Linked DNA regions of Gossypium hirsutum: all the other regions are linked to region 1. A link is a contact called in public Hi-C data. All regions are on one chromosome and are shown on one strand. Each heading gives the region's core, a stretch centred on a gene start, on an enhancer-like site or on the middle of the called end of the contact. The rest is flanking DNA. Distances are from core to core; before and after follow the strand shown. Region 1 holds the start of LOC107922279. Region 2 holds the start of LOC107922615 (ATP synthase subunit d, mitochondrial). Region 3 holds the start of LOC107922614 (SEC12-like protein 1).

What was found. Hi-C and Micro-C count contacts between places; a contact is called where the count stands out from the background.
Region 2: a Hi-C map of leaf shows a contact between it and region 1, with 1.7 times the contacts expected there. The contact joins the promoter of LOC107922615 here to the promoter of LOC107922279 in region 1. A contact is called at or near these places in 4 of 34 Hi-C or Micro-C datasets (callus, leaf, petal and 1 more).
Region 3: a Hi-C map of leaf shows a contact between it and region 1, with 1.8 times the contacts expected there. The contact joins the promoter of LOC107922614 here to the promoter of LOC107922279 in region 1.

What each region holds. Positions count from the first base shown.
Region 1 is chrD01:26,523,496-26,526,585 of Gossypium_hirsutum_v2.1, reverse strand. It overlaps LOC107922279, which reads right to left and starts at 1,687. Exons shown (of 8, transcript XM_041086481.1): 1 at 1,463-1,687; 2 at 1-1,333. The coding sequence starts at 1,122.
Region 2 is chrD01:26,332,707-26,335,796 of Gossypium_hirsutum_v2.1, reverse strand. It overlaps LOC107922615 (ATP synthase subunit d, mitochondrial), which reads left to right and starts at 1,495. Exons shown (of 5, transcript XM_016852727.2): 1 at 1,495-1,796; 2 at 2,018-2,099; 3 at 3,058-3,090. The coding sequence starts at 1,626.
Region 3 is chrD01:26,687,774-26,690,863 of Gossypium_hirsutum_v2.1, reverse strand. LOC107922614 (SEC12-like protein 1) reads left to right here and starts at 1,433. Exons shown (of 10, transcript XM_016852725.2): 1 at 1,433-1,912; 2 at 2,483-2,583. The coding sequence starts at 1,499.

The DNA.
Region 1 (3,090 bases), core at 438-2,937:
TAGAGACTGAAGTTCCCTCTGTCTCTCTCTTTCAATCCTCATAAGCAAGTCAATAACAGCTTGTCGTCCACGCAACCTCAGCAAGTCCCTCCGAATATGCTCTGGTTGGCCTTCATCATGGTCAGCAACTGAGCCTTCACGAGGCTGATTGACTTGTGTGCCAACTGTAGCTGCTGCCTGATGATCTTCCCTTCGTCCACCACGAACTCCTCGCTGTTGACTCGTCATTTGCACCCACTCCCGGACAATTCTAACTCTCTCACGCTCTGTTTCACCAAGCCATTCAGCTCTAGGGCCACCAACACGGGATACACGTGATGACGAATGATCACTAATCCCACTCTCCATCCATCCCCGAACGATCTGCCTCACCCTCTCCCTCTCGACTTCACCAAGATCAGGAGACTGCTCCCTACTAGACCCGTTATTATCCTCAACTTCATTCTGCGACACACCCTGCTCATTCGACCATGTTCCATACTCATTCTCACTCTCACTTGCATCAACAACACTACCATGATTCTCACTCTCATGACTCTCAGACAACGTCGTACTCGACATAGTTGTATTGCCATCAGCATTCCTTTGCTGCCTCAACCTTTCCCTCACCCTCTCACGTGCCCTATTCAACATATGCTCATCCTCCAACTCCCTCCACATTTGCAAAATCGAAGAAGCCCGAGTATTAGGCCTCTCGACAGTCCCTCCTTGTCGCCTCGAATTAGCCGAGGGTGACTCTCGCAAGAACGAAGAGTCGAGCGTCGAAACAGTATGTAAACCAGCTAAAGCCATCAATTCAGACTCCCTATTCCTCCTCTCAATCGTGGTTATCATTTCCTGAGCCTGCCTAGCAGCCCACCTACTCAAAATCCTAGAATGCCGCCTTCTAGCGGCAGAGGATTCGGCCAAATCATCGCCTTCGAGATCGGACCTTCTTCTCCTCCTAATAAGCTGATCACCCTCATCATCTTCATCATCAGGATTCCTATTAGAACTACATGATGCAAATGACATACAATCATCTAAATGCCCTCTCATTAATTCCTCCAAACCCCTTTCAAATTCAGCCGTGGCATCATTTGAGGAGTCTGGTTTTTGCTGTAAAGCTTGAAAATCTGTCATTTTTTCCCCACTTGTACACCTAATTCTTTTCCATGAAGCAAATTTGCCTCATTTCCCTTAGTACCCAATAAGATCACAAAATTTAGATCATTATCTCAAATATTACAAAACCAAACTCTAATTTGGCCTACAGAATTCATCCAAAAAAAAAAAAAACTATGCCCTACGCCCTAGAATTGGATACCAACATAGCTCCCATTCATTTCTTAACCTGACAACAATTAAAAAAAATGCCCAAAAAAAAGGGATCAAAAGAAATGAATAATAATAATAATAATAATAGATTTTAATCGAAATTCGTAGAAAATGAAGAAATATTCTGGTGAAAATGGAGACGTACCTGTGATGTATTACAATAGGAAAAGAAAAAAAAACCCGAAGTTTCTTTCGCTCTTTTTCGTGTATTAAAAATGTGGGAAAATTGGTTCCCTCAAAATTGAAAAACAGGAAACTGCAAAAAACCGAAATCTTGTTTGTCTAGACAGAAAATTTAAAAAAAAAAAAAAAAGAGAACGAAAGAAAAGGAGAGGGAGAGATCAAAGGAAGAGAATGATGTGAGAAATTTATAATAATTATTACAAGAAAGAGAGAGAATTTAATTTTACCTCTATTTTTTAAATTTTATTGCTTTTAGTGGTTTTTATTTATTTCTAAAAATAAAAATTACTAACTTTTTAAGGGGAAAAAAGAGGCGCGCCTATTTACAACAGACTTACACGTAATAATAAATTTGGCTTTTTTAAGAAATTCTACATTTTTGTGAAGGACACGTCATCAAATGTTTGGAAAAGACTCGGTCACCCACTCACCTCACTCACTCACTCTTCTTTTTTCATGCTCAATCACACCCCAACCCCCACTCTATTTTTTATTTTTGTATATAATAATAATAATAATTCATCTCTCAAAAATAGTAAATGATTATAATTGTTCCGTATAATAATTATTACAAATTTTCTTAAAGCAATTACTAGTTTACTAAGGATCATTGGTTGAAATATAATTAAATAAATTTATCAAAAATAATAAATTTATAAAACTTGTTCAATATGTTTGAACTGATATATCAATCGATTCTTAATCCAATCGATCTATTTGATCGATAAATAACGCTAATTATATGTATACAAGAAATATATATGTTCATATCTCAAATCAAATCATGGTCGATTTTAATATATTCTCAAGTTCAAATTTAAATTCGGCCTAACTTAATTTTTTTTTACCTATTCTCCAATCAAACCTGTGATATGATCCATTTATATATTTAAATTATAACATACTTATTTTTTTTGAGTAAAAAATGACCTTAAAGGTCAAGACAAATTCATTCAAATAACATCATAGATCACATCATTATGGATATCTTTAGGATAATCCATATCAAAGAACCAATTACAAGTATCCACACACATTTTTTTACAAATAAAATCTGCCACAAAGTTACAATGTCGATTATTCCGAATACAGGTAGCAAACCAAAAGTTAACAAAGGCCTTAATACTTTCCTTAATTTGCTCACCAATAATCGTCAAATCCCTTTTCTGACCATTTATTTTGTTGACCAACCCTGCACTATCCGACTCAAAAAGCACATCACCTTTAATATTAAGACGACACGCAATTTTAATACTTTCGTCAAAAGCATACCACTCAGCCTCCTCAATCGACAACTGTACTTCTTTGAAGCCACCACCTCCACCCAAAACAAAACCGTCATCATCCCTTATAATAACCCCATATCCAGTTCTGTTATTCCCAATAAAAGCGTCAAACTTAATTTTAATGCAGTTTTTCGGAGGTTTGACCCATTTTCTATCGTCAACATGGGTAGATAACATCGACACATTTAACAGGTTATGGATTTGGAATTCTTTACTGAGCATACTGGCCTTATTCCATATGTCCTTCGCCTTATCTTCTTTTCCCCTAAAAACTCGATTGTTTCAGTTGTTCCAGCAATTCCAC
Region 2 (3,090 bases), core at 246-2,745, 190 kb after region 1:
AAATTATTTTTTCCAGGACCCTAAAACCTTAAAAAGCTTGAACCCTAAACCCTAAAAGCCAAAAATACCTAATGTGGGAAAAACCGCGAAATCGTGTCCACGTCAGCGCGATGTCAGTGCGCACGCCAGGAAATCGCGTCCACGTCAGCGCGAGTTGTTGACGTGGACGCAATTTCTTGGCGCGTACACTGACATCGCGCTGACGTGGACACGATTTCGCTGTATTTGGACCATTCCGGTAAATAATAAAATAATAGGCCCATTTCGGTAATTTTTGAAAAAATAGGGCTTTTATTGGTAAATTCCCCATCGTGAACATAAGCAGCTCTAAAGTAAATCTATTTATGGTTTGAGCTATTCATCTAGACCTAAAGACCTATCTAAATTTTGAGAAGGTTTGTGCAAGAATAATAGACTTGTTTAAAATATGGACTGGACTTGAGCATTCAAGGCTTGAGGTTGATCCAACTTGTTTTTAAGTTTGTAATATTTTATATTATATTACTTTTATATATTATATCATGTATAACACATCAAAATTAAATCTATAATAATATATAATACTACTACAATATAAACATTAAAAAATGTTAAGATAATTTTATATAATATTTTAATAAATGAAAAAGTATATAAAATTTTAAAAATATGGATGGTTTTGGGTAAAATTGTAAACTTATATTTCGAGCCAGGCAGAGCTTAGGCAAACAAAAAGTGTGTTAATATCATGCTTAAGCCCAGATCGAACTTGGATCGGACTAGCTCAACCCGTGAATTAAATTTAAAAATAAAATATTATACAATTTTTTTGTCAAACTATTATATCATTTGAAATTTAAAAAATTAAAAAAAACTCCTAATATTTTTGTAATTAAATTTAAATGAAATATATTTTCATTAATAAATAGTAATTCGAGTCAGGTTAAATTTGTTAGAGGTCAAAAAAACCTTTTATCCATGTTTAATCTAAGTCGAGCCCACCTTATCAGATTGATGGCGGATTGTTCGCCTTTTAAACAATTTTTCACAAGAGAGGAATCTACTTACATCGGTGATTTTACACTTTTTCATAATTTTTGATACAATTAATATTTCAACAATCCAACTATTAAATTTATCAATATTTTTGTACTTGTCATGCATGTAAAATCAATTCAATATTTCATCTTATCAATTTTAAAATATTGACAATATATATATAATGATTGAAAGGTTTTTTCATATAAAATAAATAGTTAATTTTTTTTTAATTTATACCAAGCTGGATAGGCATGATAGAGAAATTATTAAAATATTAATAATATAAAAAGTTATATATATATATATTTTTTGCGTGTGTTTTAAACAAGAGTTTTATAAATTAATGAACCCGGTCCAAAACTTCCAATTGGTTGACACATAAGCCCGATCAGAGGTATTTGGATTAAGCCCAAACTAAGTAGATCGAACCTGTCCATCTTAAAATTCTCAAAATTCCAATTTTGTCCACAATTAAGCATCAAAATTCCCATTTAAGATTATTATTTCATTTCCCTAAACAAGAAGCAGCAGCCTTCATCAGTCAATCTCCAAAAAAGTTGTGGAGAAAAAAATATTACGTTTGGGAAGCGAGAAAGTGCGAGAAAATGAGCGGAGCAGGAAAGAAAGTAGTGGATGTGGCTTTCAAAGCAGGAAAGAGCATTGATTGGGAAGGGATGGCGAAGCTTTTGGTCTCCGATGAGGCTCGCAAAGAGTTCGCCACTCTTCGTCGCACTTTCGATGAAGTTAACTCCACTTTGCAGACCAAGTTCAGTCAGGTTAGGGTTTTCTATTCTCTCCCATCTCTTTTTTTTTAATAACTTAGGACCATTGGGTTAATCTATAATTAGATCTTTAGGGTTTTAGTCTTTTTTTGGTTTATTAATGTTATTTATTGAAATAAATAATCATTTTTGAAGCTTCTATTTGTCAGTAAGGGTGATTTTTCATTTGATGCTTGTATTAACTTTCTTGGTGATAATCTGATTCTGTTAAGCAGGAACCTGAGCCTATCGATTGGGAATATTATAGAAAAGGAATCGGCTCGCGATTGGTGGATATGTACAAAGAGGCTTATGAGAGTAAGTTTTTTTTGTCATGGTTGGGTTTTCTTTCTATACTATTTCCTAGTTGCCCCCTTTATTCTTAGATCTGTTGTAGGGTTCCTAAAAGCATAAAAATGGTCTGCTTGCCTCATGTTTGAGGCCCTCACATGGTTGCAGTTTCCTTGATTTGTGAATTGAATTCACTTTTGTTTAAGCTCTGCTTCTTGTTATGAGATGATAATTTTATGATTCGGATGATGATATGGTCACCTTGACTAGCTACAATGTTCCTTTTTCGTTTTTATTGTCTCGGAATAATTAGTGAAGTGTGGAATTTAATTCTGTCATCCATTCTTCGATTGTGGATTTTTTTATCTTTGTTAAACATATTCCGATGGCCCTATTGCCTATATGGATGTTGTGTTCATCGATTGTTATATTTTTTTTATAGGAAAGTTCTTAATATTGTATATAAACGTGATTCTTGTTGTATATAAACCTGATTCTTGTCCAAAACGCTGTAAAAGTTTCTATAGAACAACTATGATTCTCATTACTCCTATGCTTTGGATGTTTGATGTAAAATAAACTTTAACTCAGACCTTTATTTGTTACAAAAGAAAAAAGAAAAGAAAAGAACAATGTTTCTCAACCAATGAACTAGATGATTTTCAGGTTTTTTTTACGGTAAGGTGTTCCTCGAGCACCTTCTTGGAATTAACTGTGTTAAATGGAGCTGCTTCCTTTTCACTGTTTACTTGGCATATTGGTTGGTTACAATGTATAACTCTCTCTTTAGTGTAATTTCTTTGCTTTGATTATAGTGATTTGTCTAACCGGGTTGTCACTTGGCTACAACTTTTGGAATCCATGGTTTATTGTGTGAGTGGTTTCGATGAAGCTGTGGGGAGTTTGCGATTTCATCTGTTTTAATTTTATCTACATTTTGAGTTATTAACTCTCATCTTTACACATTTTATATGCTTCCTTTCAGGCGTAGAGATCCCCAAGTTTGTTGACACAGTCA
Region 3 (3,090 bases), core at 184-2,683, 160 kb before region 1:
ACGAGATCTAGTTGAACAAGAGGGGAAAAAATAATATTATTTTAATAAAAAATACATAGTCCCACTAGGACTATATAAACTGGGCGACGCCATCCCGGTGTCACCCCTTTTTGGGACTAGGATTTGCACCCATCATGTATTAAATGGACTATTAGACATGTTTCATGTATTGGGTACAATTATATATGTTATTTGGACCTTAAACCAGCTCATATAAGTTATCTAACCCAATAACTAATCTTCTATTCCCAAAATATTATTTAACTAATTGATTAAAATAAATTTAATTAATTCACTCAATTATAATTCCACTAAAATCATGATGACTTTACCGTACTAAAATTTATGAGTAAATTAAATAAGACTTAATGGTATAAAAGGCCCTCAAACATTTAAAAAAAATCAATTAAACTCTTGTAAATTTTTTATACTTAGTATCTTATTAGTTTATAATGTTTTCTCACCCAACCAAAACTTACAATCATATGGAGTGAGGATATGGAAATACATTTGGACTACTAAAGTAATACCAATGGAAAATTGTACTATTTCATTACCATTTTAGTCAATTGATGTGATAGGTGATCATCTTAATATTCTGTTTACACTATTGGAGAATGCTTTGTTCAAACCCAATAAAATTTTCATACTTGCACTTACTCAATAATGTCAATTTTAATTTCTTCTTTTAACAAATTATAAATTAATCTTGTTATCAAATGTCGAGTAGAAAATTATTATTTATCTAATATTCAATTTGATATCTAAGATTTTACTCTCTTTTTTCGGTTTAACATTTTATTTAATATTTGAATTTGTCATTATATTTAATATGGTATTAATGTCTTTTAATCCTTTTTGTAATACTTGTATTTGATAAAAAAAATTTATACATTTTGATATGTGAAGATAATTATGTTAATTTTTTAGTGTTTAATTCAGATTTTAAAGATGATAAAAATTCATAATTAACTAATAATATTAATAATTAACTTTTATCAAATCAACCTGAAATCTCTACTATTAGAATGCATTTAACAAAAAAAACAAATATAAATTAAATGAATTCGCAATTAACACTAAATCTATTCTATTAACAAAATCATAAAAATTCAAAACTAACACGGTTAGCTATTAACTTTCATAAAATTAATTTTAAAACCAAAATTGAATACCAAAATATAATTTTTTTATGAAATACATATACCACAATAAAAATGCCAAATTATATATCAAACCTTATTTTTATAATCAAATTTAATAAATATAACCCATAAAAGTAGTTTAAAACAATATTTTTCTAAAATCGGACTAATGATTAAATATCTAAATATTTAAAAATTTATAAAATTATAAAAAAATAGAGAAAACCAACCTTGTTTAAAAAAAAAAAAGAGAAAAGAAAAAGAAAACATTGTCCACCAATTGGGCAGAATCATATGGGATGATGATTCGCATATCCAAAACCAAACTCTCAAAACGGAGTTGACTTTTGTTTATGTTGGTAAAACAGGCGAGGCGGGGCTTCCAAAATACCTTGCTGTGGGATCCACCCCCCAAAATCCACAACCGGATACGCTTTGTTAGCCTTGTACCTCTCTCGCTTTGTCCTGCTCCCACCTTACTATATTTTCTTTCCCAAAGACTCCTACTTTTTATAAATTTCTTCTTCAACCGTTCCAAAACCCAGCAAAATTTTAAATATCTAAAACTAAAAATATCTTTCATTTCTTCTTCAATGGAAGGTGAAGCAGGTGGGTCCGTCTCGTGTGGGTCATGGATCCGTCGACCCGAAAACGTCAATTGGGTTGTCTTGGCCCGGATAATGACCCGACCCACTTCTTCTTCTTCTTCAGTTATTGAGATTTTCCCTTTTGATCCCAACACCACTTCTCTCTCTTCGTCTCCGTTGGTAAGTTATCACAAAATTAAAAAGTTTGCTTTTTCTTTTTTAAATTATGGAATTGGGGTTTCCATTTTTGGTTTTCTGGAAGTAGGGTTTTTATTCTTTTAAGCAAACGAGGTTGTCGTTTTCAGGGTTTTTTTGGATGACTGTGGCAATTCTCCCTCCAATTTTAAAGGGGGGGGGATGGTTTTTTATTTATTTATTATTAAATTTATTTTAATTGAAGAAACAATTTTCATGGGGTTTTCTTGTTTTCTTCATTGTAGAAGAAAATTTACTTTTCTGACTTCATTGTTGTATAATTTTTTAGGCTAAAATAACTTTATTGTTGCACCAAATTAGTGCTTGACTTTAAATTTTATACCTTGAAGATAAATTATTTTGATACAATAAAAGCTATAGCCTTACTTAAGAAAAGTGGAATAGTTTAGAGTTCTTTTAATTTTTTTTCTAAAAAGGGAAGCATTGTTTTTGTATAACTACAAAAAGAGTCATTGTCTGGTTTATGTTATTTGATTTATTTTTTATATTAGTTAGTTGGACTTGATGTTTATATATTTACATTTGTTATATTAGGCTAGGCATGAGCTTGAAGAAAGTGATGGTGATCCAATAACCATTGCAGTGCACCCAAGTGGAGATTGTTTTGTTTGCTCTACCACTAATGGAGGCTGCAAGTAAGTTCTTTCTTTTCCTTTTATTACACTGGTTTTTTTACTTGTTTATTGCCATAGCTCAAAAACTTGCTAGTAGTCAATTTTTGTAAGTATTAATTAATATCACTACAAAATGCTTCTTGATGAATATTAGGATGCTGTTTTATTGAAGTTATAAGAAATTTTGTTTAATCTGTTTATGAGATTGAAATCATGTCTGAGGTTGGGCAAGTTGTGTATGGGAATTTGCTGATTAAGTCTGTGACTAGTGGTTTTGTTGTATGTTTTGGCCTTTTGGGGAACTTCTGCTTTGGATTTCTCTCTGTTTTTATTAGTTTAAGTAAGGTCATGGAGAGATTGGGATTTTTCCATCTTGAGCATAGTCATCATATAGCTTGCACAAGGTTTCCCTTTTTTGGCTTTGGAGCTGTTGGATGGAAAAAAGTGAGATACATACATACATATATATATATGCATGTATTTAACTGGGGACTGGGGAGTGTTGGGTAGAAGAGGAGTTGAACAATT